2 separate regions of the Bos taurus genome follow, and region 2 is linked to region 1. Evidence: chromatin contacts called from public Hi-C data. All regions are on one chromosome and are shown on one strand. Each heading gives the region's core, a stretch centred on a gene start, on an enhancer-like site or on the middle of the called end of the contact. The rest is flanking DNA. Distances are from core to core; before and after follow the strand shown. Region 1 holds the start of CROT (carnitine O-octanoyltransferase). Region 2 has its middle 35 kb from the start of TMEM243.

Region 1 (6,604 bases), core at 2,525-5,024:
CAACAAAGGTTCGTCTAGTCAAGGCTATGGTTTTTCCTGTGGTCATGTATGGATGTGAGAGTTGGATTGTGAAGAAGGCTGAGCACCAAAGAATTGATGCTTTTGAACTGTGGTGTTGGAGAAGACTCTTGAGAGTCCCTTGGACTGCAAGGAGATCCAACCAGTCCATTCTGAAGGAGATCAGCCCTGGGATTTCTTTGGAAGGAATGATGCTAAAGCTGAAACTCCAGTACTTTGGCCACCTCATGCGAAGTGTTGACTCATTGGAAAAGACTCTGATGCTGGGAGGGATTGGGGGCAAGAGGAGAAGGAGACGACAGAGGATGAGATGGCTGGATGGCATCACTGACTCGATGGACATGAGTCTGGGTGAACTCCGGGAGCTGGTGATAGACAGGGAGGCCTGGTGTGCTGGGATTCATGGGGTCGCAAAGAGTCGGACATGACTGAGCGACTGATCCAATCTGATCTGATTGGATAAACCTGTAAATATAGTAAAAGCCACTGATTTATACACTTTAAATGAAATCTTAGGGAACTGCCTGGCTGTCCAGTGGTTAGGACTCTTCCACTGCATGGGACACAGGTTCAATCCCTGGTCAAGGAAATAAGATCACACGAGTGGCGTGGCAAAAGTAAATAGATAAATGGGGGCACTTTATGGTATGTAAATTATATCCTGACAAAGCTGTTAATTTATGTTCTGCTTAGTAATACAGACTTTTTCTGAGATTTAAAGACATCATGGTGATCTTAACTGTTCTCTAGGATTTTGGTGGTAAATTTTTATATACAGTAAATATCACTAAAGACAAATCCAAACCAAAGAATAGTCCTAAGAAAACACCCTTTGTATGTTCATCTGCTGTTGGTAGAGGAGTTAATTTTTAATCTCAGGTTGATTTCTTCGTATCCAGAATGCTTTATTTTTGCTGTGAGTTGCTTCCTGAAGTGATTACCTGTCTATTGCCCACACCCCGTCGTTAAAAATAAGAAAAGATCACATAATTATTTCTTTAATATGTTCATTTTATATATTGGAATGAAAGTAGATTAAAGATCTGTTCCATAGGTTACAGCTGTTTATACTATAACTCATTACTTCTCAGAGTCACAAGTCTTAACAGCTAGCTGTGCATATCTAAAGTGTAAATTCCTGGTGTTTTTACACTTTTCACAGTGAAACTTATCCAGATTTGTCTACAGGAGCTATTTCTGTTTGTTGTACACTGAGAAAGAGCTACATAGGATGAGAAATGAAAGGTCTCATGGGACTAAAAATGAAATATCTTTTATGGCAACTTAAAAACCTTACTATCACTACTTGGGCTTTCTTGGTGGCTCAGTAGTAGAGAAGCCATCTGACAATACAGAAAACGCAGATTCGATCCCTGATCGCAGAAGATCCCACCTGCTTGCAGCGACTAAGCCTAGGCGCTACAATATTGAACTTGTGCTCCAGAGCATGGCAACAACAATTACTGAAGCCTGTGTGCCCTAGAGCCTGTTTTCTGCAACAAGAGAAGCCACAGCAATGAGAAGCCTGTGCACCGCAACTAGAGAAAAACCCACGCAGCAACGAAGACCCAACACAGCCAAAAATAAATAAGGTTAAATAAAAAATGTTATTATCACTACTTGTAGTAATTACAAGGTTTTCTTCACAAAAGTATTTTGACTCACAATCAATTTTTAACCTTGGGACAACTTCTTGTTATCAATATATGTCATGTACCTGAACATATGGCTCAAGAGCCACTATCAGCCACCCCACTGCAAGAGATGTAAACTAATTCAAATTTAACCTGAAGAGAATTCAGAACCTGCCATTAAAACTCATATTGTGTATTTTGAAGAAAAACAAGTCACTTTTAACTATATGCTTTGGGGAATTATTGGTAGACTTGCTTATTCATATATTTTTAAAGATTACCTTTTCTCCCCTGCATACCCAAGTCTCTGTTTCACTCCTTTGCATTCAATCCCACGGGTTTTTTCTTTCTAAAAATCTAGGAATCTTTACAGAAATATTGTGTTTCCCCTTAAATTAACAAGATTAGGAGGCATTGAAGCTAAGTGACCCTAAATTCTATGGCACCCTCAGGTATTAGACATGCAAAAACTGTAAGAGGCACCAAAATTCACTAGGGAAGAGAAAAAAATACTTTGAAGTTTTTTTGACTATTTTTAAAATTGTGTTTAAGAATAATACCTTGCAAGCCAATTTTAACATTATCCAGAACATAGCATCTAAATACTATGATAGTTTCTTTCCCCACATCCTTGTAAGCCAATTGTAACATTATCCAGAACATAGCATCTAAATACTATGAGCGAAGTTTTTTCCCCCCGCATCTTCAGAAATCAGTACAACTTTATAATCCCTTATCTGAAACCTTATTTGGCCTGATAGGTTTCAGAATTCAGAACATTTATCAGAAAAGTGTGTCTGCCACATATTATGTAACATCACTAGAAAGCACAGAAGATGCACTGCAACCAAACTCATTCCTATTTTTGTAGCGAACTTACAAATACTCATTTGTATCCTCAGTTTCCTTCTGGTCAGATTTTACAGAGTTAGGAAAAGATTGGGACCTGGGACGGACATGTTAATTTGAAATCCAGTTATTTATATTTGATATCCATTTCACAATCACTGTAAACCATTGGCCTTTTCTTTCACAAAAATGAAAATGTATTTAAAATGAAAACTGAAACAGTGTATTTCCAGGAGTAAATGTAAAATAGACTTGCTTGTGAAACTATGTTAATTGTATTACGATCTTTCTCTAGCACTTGCCTAATTCCCTCGGGTTAAAAACTTCATTTCTTGGTGCGACAGTAGAAGGTATCAGGTCAGCCTGAAGCTTGCAGTATGAGTCCCTGCGCGCTTCAAGGGCCTTGGGCAGCAGGAAGACCTGTGGGAGGGTAGGGAAGCTCCGATAGCCCAGTGCTGCAGGATGTCTAGCTGGGCAAATTTCAGCCCCAGTGGATGAAGCAAAAGAGAGACCAAGTGGGGATTTATGTGGTTACTGTTCTCTTGGTAGGACACGGAGGGAACGACAGTATTCCTCCTTAAGGCACTGGTATAAATTCTTACTTGGGAGTTACAAAAATGACAAGGAATTCTTCACTTTGGGAAGAGCGGCTGCTAAGTAGGAGCTGGGGTTCGAAGAGGAACAGCGCAGCGAGTCTTGCACAGCTTGCGTGAAAATGGGCCATTTGTTTTTATACCGGTTCCAGAGAGGCACCTGAGCGGAGTGCAGCCGGCCCTCAGCTCCAGCCACGTCCCGAGTGAGGCGCTGTGGTCCAACAGCTGCAAGCAGTAAACCGCTGCCAGGCTGGGTTCGGACTGTGGCCCTTACGGCCTGCCCGCCAGGCCTGTAAGTGGCGGGCAGCGGACCAGGAAAGCCCGAAAAGGGCGTGGCCAAGTCGCGAGAAAGCGCAGGCCCAGCCGGCCCTCCGTCCCTTCAAGGACGGGGCGGGACCCTCAGGGCATCCCAACAAATCCCCGTTTCCCGTTAACCGCGGGGCGGGACCCTCGCGGCTTTCCGTCCAATTCTCGCGCCTCTGGGCGTGAGGGAAGCAGGCGGGTGCTGCTGGGGGCTGCAGCGGAGTTGGTGAAGCGCAGAGCGGGGTGGGGACTACTTGGCTGGCAGAGTTTGCGCTCCCTCCCTCTCTACCCTAACATTTTGGGGGTGGGGAGAAGTTAAGGACAGGGTTAAATGGTGTAGAGCGGCAGAGGTGACAGGACTCGGCGGAGGTAACTTCGTGCTTGTCTCTGGCCCAGGTCTGAGAAGTACTCCTGAAGTTGGGCCGCTGGGCTGGTCCGTGGTGGTGCTTCGTTAGATTGCTGTCACCTGGTGGCTTTTAGAGTGTGTGCGGAGCTACCTTTGCTTTGGTGGGGAGCGTCTCCGAGCTCTCGTCGCCCTCTCCTCCTGTCTCTAGTGCCAGGCTTTGAACTTGGCAGCCCTGCGATAAATCGCCAGCACCAGGTACCTGGGCACCGGGAGGTACATGGTAATCTTGGGCTTATCTAATGGAAGGAGTGCGGTTGTCCTAGTAATTCACCTAGTTAATCCGTGTAGTAATTTTTATCTAGCTTTCTGGCAGATGGACTTTTTGTGTGTGTTTGCTGTGAATTCCGAAGGGATGAGACTTGGCGCCTCCCAAGCCTTCAGTTCGGAGAAGGCAATGGCACCCCACTCCAGTACTTTTGCCTAGAAAATCCCATGGACGGAGGAGCCTGGTAGGCTCCAGTCCATGGGGTCGCTAAGAGTCGGACACGACTGAGCGACTTCACTTTCACTTTTCACTTTCATGCATTGGAGAAGGAAATGGCAACCCACTCCAGTGTTCTTGCCTGGAGAATCCCAGGGACGGGAAGCCTGGTGGGCTGACGTCTCTGTGGTCTCACAGAGTCGGACACGACTGAAGCGACTTAGCAGCAGCAGCAGCAGCAGCAGCAACCCTTCAGTTGTATGTCTTCCACCCTCTTTTACTAGTTTTTGGTAATTTTTTACTCCTGGAATTGTTAAGCTTGTTTTCGTCCTGCCCACAGTTCACCGGCTCAGTTCACACCCCTGTGGTTCCTGAACAGAATTGTTACAGCAAGCACTTGGCAGTCCTAAACAACTCGTCTTGGTTTACCGGTATGTGGTTCCTTTTACTTTTTCCTGATTCTGTTTTGTACTCAGTTTCCATCTTACTGCTCCCAGGTGGCCCACTGTAATTAAGTCTGGCATCATCACTTTCCTAAAGCATTTATTTATAGGTTCTTTTGGAATTGTATTATTCAGTCTTTGTGATTGAGAGTTCAAAACAATCCTCCATGAAAGAATCTGATAATTCACATTTTTACTGTGTACCTCTGGCTGAGTTAAGACCATAGTGAGTATGGAATTGATCGTCGTGGTCTCAGATGCCTAGAGTCTAAGTGGCACGGATGTATACAGAGAATAGCGTGTTTTTCTACACAGGTGTATTAGTTTCCTATTGCTACATAACAATTTATCACAAACCTAACAGTTAAGCAATTTATTAACCTGCATCTCTATAGATGCAAAGTTTGGGTAGGTTTAGCTGGGTTCACTGCTTAGTGTCTCACAAAGCTGAAATGAATTTGTTGGTCCGGCCTTTCTGAGGGAGAATCCATCTTCAGATTCATTGAGGTTGTTGGTAGAATTAATTTCCATGCGGTTATTAATTTCCATGCAGAATTAATTTCCCATCAGGACCGAGGTTCTCATTTCCTTACTGGCTGTCACCTGGGGCCTCTCTCAGTTCCACGGGAGCAAGTGCATTTTCAAAGCCAGACAGCACCTTCAACCCTTCCACCTCTTGGAGAAAGCTTTCTGCTCCTAAGAGCTCAAGGGATTAGATTAGGCCCACCTGGATAATCCCTCTTCTTTAAGGTCAATTTTGCAATAACACCATCACAGTCCAAGAAGTGATAATCTCATATTCACAGGTTCTGGGTATTAGAGGGGGCAGAATCAAGAGGGCCACTTACAGAAATCCTGCTTAACATGATGTGATTGTCTCAAAACTAGATTATTTTTATAATTCAGTTTCAAAGGTATTAAGGAAAAAATTAACCCTAACAATGATTATTTGAGTATCCTCTCTACAGATAAAGAAATTCAGATAAAGTTATTTGTCTCAGGGCATGTGAGTAGAAAATGATGAGTTGGCATTTGGACCCAGATCTGCATTTCTTTTAGTCCTAAAGCCATGTTTATGGATGGTCACAGTGAAGTGCAGTTAGTCATTTAGATAGGAAAAAGCTGAGGAATTGGGATATTTGTTGTATCTCAGTTTTGGATTATCTCTTTATATTAGTGGTGTAGGCTAAGCTCTTCTTCCTTAACAAAGAAAGCCAAACTACAGTGGCATAAGTAAAAGGGTTTTTTTTTTTTCGGTGGTGGTGGTGGTGGTTTTTTGTTTGTTTTTCTTATACATCTAGAGGAAGGAGTCCAGGTCTAGTAGGAAGGTGCTAACAGCCTCAATACCTGTCTCCTATAAATGGGTCCAAAGTGCTAGTCCAGTTGGCTTTCCTGCTTGGCAGTGAGAAGAGAAAGCAGAGAACACCTGTAGTTCCTTACAGGGGCATAAGCTGGAGGCAGCATACACATCTAAAAGCCATACTGAGCTCCAAGGGAGAGTAGGAGAGATACAGCTGTGTGGCCTGCTACCCAGCTGAGACTCAGGATTCTGTTAAGAAAGGGTGAGAATTATATTGGCTTAGAGCAGTCTCTGCCACACCATTGTTTTGTTTTTTTTTTTAAGTAATGTTTTATTCTGTAACTTTCTGTGAGTGGAATATACTATTTGACTTTGCTATTAGTTTTAACAAGTAGTATTTGAAAGGCCAGGAAATTCTTAATATTACTGTTCCTTGATTTCTCAGCTGCTATTTTAATATATTGGAGAAGGAAATGGCACCCCACTCCAGTACTCTTGCCTGGAAAATCCCACGGACGGAGGAGCCTGGTAGGTTACAGTCCGTGGGGTCGCAGAGAGTCGGACACGACTGAAGTGACTGAGCACATTTTAATATATAATTTTAAAGGCTTCTTTGAGGAATTTCTTTTTCTATTCA
Region 2 (6,604 bases), core at 2,266-4,765, 48 kb before region 1:
ATATAGTTTAAAGTTTTTCCCTTACATCGAAATTTCTCTAGTCATGGCTCTTCAGCAAAGCCAGTTACAGGAGCAACAGTTTTAGGATGGTGATGTTATCCTTTCCTCAAAAGTTCAGGACAGCTGAGGAATAAGGCACTAGAAAGAGATGACCTCTCAGCTCCGTTACCAAAACGCTGACCTGGAGAAGGGCTGGCCTGAAAAGCCCAGCCAAATCACCAAATCAGGAGTAGGGAAATGACAAGCCGGCTCTTGAGCTACAGAAGCTTGTTTTTTTTTTTTTTTTTTTGTAATAATTGTACTTATTTTGGCTGTGCTGGGTCTTTGTTGCTGCACAGGCTTTTCTCTAGTTGCAGTGTGCGGGAGCTACTCTAGCTGTGGCGTGCGGGCTTCTCGTTGCAGTGGCTTCTCTTGTTGCAGAGCATGGGCTCTAGGGCATGCAGTCTTCAGTAGTTGCGATTCCTGGCCTCTAGATCACAGCTCAGTAGTTGTGGCGCCTGGGCTTAGCTGCTCTGTGACACATGGGCTCTTCTAGAACCAGGGATCAAAGCCATGTCTCCTGCATTGGCAGGCAGATTCTTTACCACTAAGCCACCAGGGAAGCCCCTATAAGAGCTTGTTTTAAGAGAAGTGGGCCTGGGTTGGATCCTGTAACAGGCAGGACAATGTGAAGACACTCTGGTGTCATTGTTGGCCTGGGTTGGCCTTGGGTCCCATGAGTGGTGAGGATCATGGGAATTTCCAACCTGCCTTTTATAATTGGGTCTCCTTGTTTTTCTAAGGTCGTTCCCTTTTAACACTCCTCCTCCTGTAATGAGGAGGCAACAAGTAAGTACAGCCCAAAACTTCAGTTTCTGGAGTCAAGCTCTGCTGCTTTCAATAGCCAGATGTAGATGGCCAGGAGTCAGGATTCTCACTGCTTAAATAAGGAGATATCGGTGAGGCTGCTGCTGTGTTTACGTTGGTATGAAAATGAATGCTGATTCTAACCCTAATTCTAACGTTTCAGAAAACATACCATGAGCGTCACTACAATCCACCAGGAAATATCATCCCTTATTCACAGGAGAGGCCAGTGATTTTCAACCAAAGGGCCCCTGTTCTCTACCATTCTACACTCTTTTTCATTCACAAGCTCATTCAGATGTTTTTTTAAATATCAGTTCTATAACTTGGACAGAGATCTAGTTTCTGAAAGTGTATCAAGTCTGGGGTTGATATAGTTCAGGGAGAGTCTTGCTGTTTTACTGGACAACAGTCTGGTTTTAAGAAGTCAGACTGACAGTGTTCTCCCAACTGTAATGTCACCTAAATGACAAATATAAATGACATATATATGAAGTATATTTCTATATTTTAAAATTACATAACCGTCTGCTTAAGGGAAAGATCACGGTGAGCCTTGCCTGCCCAGGGACTTCTCCCAGGGTGGACTCTCCCACCTGAGGATCACTTAGGCTTCTCCCATCACTGCAACTCCCCACCCTCCGTCAGGAAATAAACCCCACGCCCTTGTGATGGGGTGCACTTATGATCTATCAGTCTAGACTACTGCCTGCAAACCACCTGGGGATCTTGTGAAAATGTACATTCTGACTCAGAGTCTCCCAGCTCCCAGTTAACAGCTCCCAGAGGGGTATTAGTGCTACTGGTTTTTCGACCACACTCTGAGTGTCCAGAAAAGGTCTAGACCAGCATTCTCTAACATGGATTCCCTGAAACTTTTTAAATGAAAAACAACAACAAATGTCCACAAACTGGAAAAGTTATCCCTCAGCCCTTCCTCAAAATACACTGTTACAAATCTGAGGAAGTTTTATGCTCCTATCAGTAATTATCTTAAACAGGACTCTCTCCATGGCTCTCTGATGATTTAAAGTTTCAAACTTCTCAGATAAGAGGGTGACTCTCATGACCCTGTTTCAGCACTCTTAATACAATGCTTGCAATTTATTTCCTGACTGGGTGTGGAGTTAGGTAGGTCTTCATGGAGTCCTTGGGATGATAGAAGAAACCAAGTTTAAAAACTTGTGTTTTAATTGCCAGAGTGTTACAATAGGTACAGAACTTGCTCAAAAACACATGGTAATTGCTTTGATCATGGAGTAAAAATCCAAATAATAAGATCCCAGAAGAGACACAGAGCCCAGCCCAGGGAGTGGGCACTTGGAAAACTGGGGGACAGATATACCTTTCAGAACAGGGCACATCTGATCAACTAGGAAAGAAAGAAAGGAAAGGAGGCAATGAGAAAGGTAGGGGCTGTCTCTCTTCAGGTAACCTCTTTTGAAGCAAGGGCACAAGCTTAGGCAGCAAGCTACTCATTTAAATCCTAACCTTCAGTGTTCTCTGTTAAAGCTCTCTGTTCTGCTTAGCTTCAAGCAGAAACTGCCTACCCCACTGCCTGACTCTGGGTTTAGTTTCCTGACAGTCAGGGACAGCAGACAGAGCTTTGTGCCATGGGATTTGGGGGGCAAATCAAGCTAGACAGAAATTTTGGCTCTGATGAATGACTTTCGGCAAGTTACTCACTTCCCTGAGCCTGTGCAATGGGGATAATATATAGTATCTTTTGCCTGGGAGAGTTGAAAGTTGAGAGATTATAAACATGATGTATGTAAAAGACCCAGCCAGGCACAAGGCATTTGCTGTTTGATTTAGTATTAATACTACGGAGTATTAAAGAATGGAGCTACTGTTTATGTTAGTGTTCATACTAGCAAGCCATGCTGGGTATGGCTTAGCAGCCAAGCAGCCACCTAGAGGCTAGTCTTAGAGTCTATAACTTTCCTTCCTTTTCCCACCTTTGTCAGGTAACTTGCATGGAAGTGGTGTGCTAGGGGTTGAGACTCAGTAGAAGGAGGGGCTGTATGTAAGACCTTGGCGAGGACACAGTCACAGTGACATGTCTGGAAGACAAGCGCCATATCATGCAAGGCTCAGCAAGTTCAAAGACCCAAACAAAGAGTGGAGCCTGGGACAGGACGTTCCATGAAGAGGAGACGTGTGCTTGTGCCTATGCTGGCGGCAGTGGGGCAGCAGCAGGAGGGTGCCTCCACGGTGGGGGCCTCGTTCTTACAAGAAGCGGCAGCTGGTTGCAGCCCCAGTCTGCAGCTTTTATGCTCTGTCACTTCCCTCTCACTTTCAAGTCATTGCCCAGGGCTGCCAAGACAGAGGGGGAAGTTATGAACCTAATCTGGGCTCAGGTCACATCTCTTGCTATTATTTTTTTCAGTGAACCGACTTTGGGGACGTTGTCTCTCTGAGCTTCATTGTGTTTTGTTAATCATGAAATTGGCATTCTTTACCTAACCTCCATCAGGGTTCATGACTGAGATTGCCAGATAAGCAAATAAGGCAGAAGACAGTTCAATCTGAATTTTAAAAAGGCAATAAATTATTTTAGTCTCTAGGACACAGTTGAATGTGGTAATTGTGTAGTATGTGCTGTGTGCTGTGTTTAGTTGCTCAGTCGTGTCCAACTCTTTGTGACCCCATGGACTGTTACCCGCCAGGCTTCTCTGTCCATGGGGATTCCCCAGGCAAGAATACTGGAATGGGGTGACATGCCCTCCTCCAGGGATTGTGTAACAATTGGTCCCAAACATTGTATGAGAAATACATTAAAAAAAAAAAAAAAAACTGTTGGTTACCTGAAACTCAAATTTAACTGGGTGTCCAATATTTTACTGGACAACCCCATTCATAGCAACTAAATGTTTAGCACAAAGAAGGTACTGACATGACTGCGAGCAAGGGCTACTCCTTCCTGTGGTTTTTATTTATTAATTTTGGCTACGCTGCGTCTTTGTTGCTTTTGCACAGGCTTTTCCTGGTTGTGGGAAGTGAAGGTTACTCTCTAGGTGCAGCGTGCAGGCTTCTCGTTGCCATGGCTTCTCTTGCTGTGGAGCCCAGGCTCTAGAGCAAGTGGGCTTCAGTAGTTGTTGCAAACAGGCTTAATTGTTCCTCATTTTTTAATGGAGGCAACATTGGTTTAAAATATTTCGTGTGTACAACACAATTCAATTTATGTATATAATAACGGGTATACACCACCAAAAGTTTAGTTTCTGTCCAACATACACTTCGCCCTTTACACCCATCTTCACCTCTTCCTACCCCCTTTCCTCTTCGGCAACCACCAAGCTGTTCTCTGTATCTGTTCATTTGTGTTTTGTTTTTAGATTCCAAATATCAGTGAAATTAAATGGTATTTGTCTTCTCCTTCTGACTTGCGTCACTTAGCATAATACCTTCCAGGCCCAGTCATGTCACAAACAGCAGGATTTCATCTTTTTTTAATTATGTGTCTGTGAGCGTGTATCACCTCTTCTTTATCCATTTCATCCACTGAAGGACACTTAGTTTGTGTCCATATCTTGGCTGCTGTAAATCTATAACAAGCACAGGAATACATAGAGACAGAAAACAGACTGGTGTTGCCAAGGGGGAGGAGTTTGGGGGAGGGGTAGAGTGGGAGGCTGGGGTTAGCAACCTGCTCTTGAGTCTTCCAACAAATGCCTTATACACTCCCTCTAAATGCCTTATTTTCCAAACTAGAAAATACAGAACAACTGCATCATAATGAGACATTTCATTCACGTGCTTCTCATTCTGGAGCCTACAAACACTGATTCCAGTGGATGACTGTGGTATTTGTACCGTACTGACTTGTCAAGGCTGTATATTGTCACCCCGTTTATTTAACTTATATGCAGAGTACATCATGAGAAACACTGGACTGGAAGAAACACAAACTGGAATCAAGATTACCGGGAGAAATACCAATAACCTCAGATATGCAGATGACACCACCCTTATGGCAGAAAGTGAAGAGGAACTCAAAAGCCTCTTGATGAAAGTGAAAGTGGAGAGTGAAAAAGTTGGCTTAAAGCTCAACATTCAGAAAACGAAGATCATGGCATCTGGTCCCACCACTTCATGGGAAATAGATGTGGAAACAGTGGAAACAGTGTCAGACTTTATTTTTGGGGGCTCCAAAATCACTGCAGATGGTGACTGCAGTCATGAAATTAAAAGACGCTTACTCCTTGGAAGGAAAGTTATGACCAACCTAGATAGCATGTTGAAAAGCAGAGACATTACTTTGCCAACAAAGGTTCATCTAGTCAAGGCTATGGTTTTTCCTGTGGTCATGTATGGATGTGAGAGTTGGACTGTGAAGAAGGCTGAGCGCCGAAGAATTGATGCTTTTGAACTGTGGTGTTGGAGAAGACTCTTGAGAGTCCCTTGGACTGCAAGTACATTGTGCAAGTCCAATGGACTGCAGTCCATTGTGAAGGAGATCAGCCCTGGGATTTCTTTGGAAGGAATGATGCTAAAGCTGAAACTCCAGTACTTTGGCCACCTCATGCGAAGAGTTGACTCATTGGAAAAGACTCTGATGCTGGGAGGGATTGGGGGCAGGAGGAGAAGAGGACAACAGAGGATGAGATGGCTGGATGGCATCACTGACTCGATGGACGTGAGTCTGAGTGAACTCCGGGAGTTGGTGATGGACAGGGAGGCCTGGCATGCTGCGATTCATGGGGTCGCAAAGAGTCGGACACGACTGAGTGACTGATCTGATCTGATCTGATCTGACACATTTCTTAATTCTGCAAACTTCTAAGATTTTTGAACAAAATTTTATAGAATTATATGATAAAAATGTGTTCACAGAAAGCCACCCTTAGTGGAGTGGCAGAAAGGTTAAATTTTAAACAGTACCCAATAGGGCTGTAAAACCCCTGGGTTCATTTTGGCAAGTTAAAATATACTTATGACATGGAGTAACTGTAATAGTTGCAGTTAGTATTTAAAATTCTAGAAAAAGAAGAAACTTATAACTTTTCCAGGTATGTCAAAGGAAGTATTGACAAGTTTCTGTATTTCTACAGGGGGAAAAAGAACTGATTTTAAAAAATACAGGATCTTGTATACTTTTTAATGAGAAATTTTTCATGATGAAATAACTTTATAATGATATGACGACAGAAAATTAAGGAATTTCTTAGGCTAATCAAGGTTCAGCATTGTTGGAAAGCCTCAGGGCTTTCCTAAGAATCCTTGCCCAGCTCTCATCCAAGCGGTTACTGGCACGGGCAGAACCTTCTGAATCCTTCCAGACCTGGGCACAGTTGCACAGCCCATCTCCAGCTGGACCTTCTGGACTGAAAAGGAACTGTGTAGTTTTGGAAGATGACAGGCCTGTTGCATCTAAGAACTTTGGTATTTGCTGCAATTGGTCTTCCCTGTAGCTCAAACAGTAAAGAATTTGTCTGCCATGCAGGAGACCTGGATTCAATCCCTGGGTTGAGGAGATCCTCTGGAGAAGGGCATGGCAATCCACCCCAGTGTTCTGGTCTGGAGAACCCCATGGACAGAGAAGCCTGGTGATCCTACAGTCTGTTGGATTGCAAAGAGTCAGATACGACTGCATGACTAACACTACTTGTTGTATGGGATACACTGAACACAAGATATTAGGCAAGAAAAATCACGGAATGACTCACTAACTGAAAAAGACTTTGAATCAACCCTGCTTACTTGTAGAGAGAATCCACATAATAATTCAGTTTAAGGAATATAGAATGATACACTT

The links. Hi-C and Micro-C count contacts between places; a contact is called where the count stands out from the background.
Region 2: a Hi-C map of liver shows a contact between it and region 1, with 2.9 times the contacts expected there. The contact joins the enhancer-like site here to the promoter of CROT in region 1. A contact is called at or near these places in 2 of 11 Hi-C or Micro-C datasets (liver and skeletal muscle).

Annotation. Positions count from the first base shown.
Region 1 is chr4:33,141,362-33,147,965 of ARS-UCD2.0, reverse strand. CROT (carnitine O-octanoyltransferase) reads left to right here and starts at 3,774. Exons shown (of 18, transcript NM_177494.2): 1 at 3,774-3,998; 2 at 4,565-4,655.
Region 2 is chr4:33,188,797-33,195,400 of ARS-UCD2.0, reverse strand. No RefSeq gene overlaps it. Among named protein-coding and RNA genes, the nearest start is that of TMEM243, 35 kb to the left of the region's middle. Within about 2 kb of position 3,515, at least 1 of the 102 cell types and tissues checked has an H3K27ac peak or open chromatin away from gene starts, as enhancers often do. A contact at or near this core is called in liver, where this site is marked.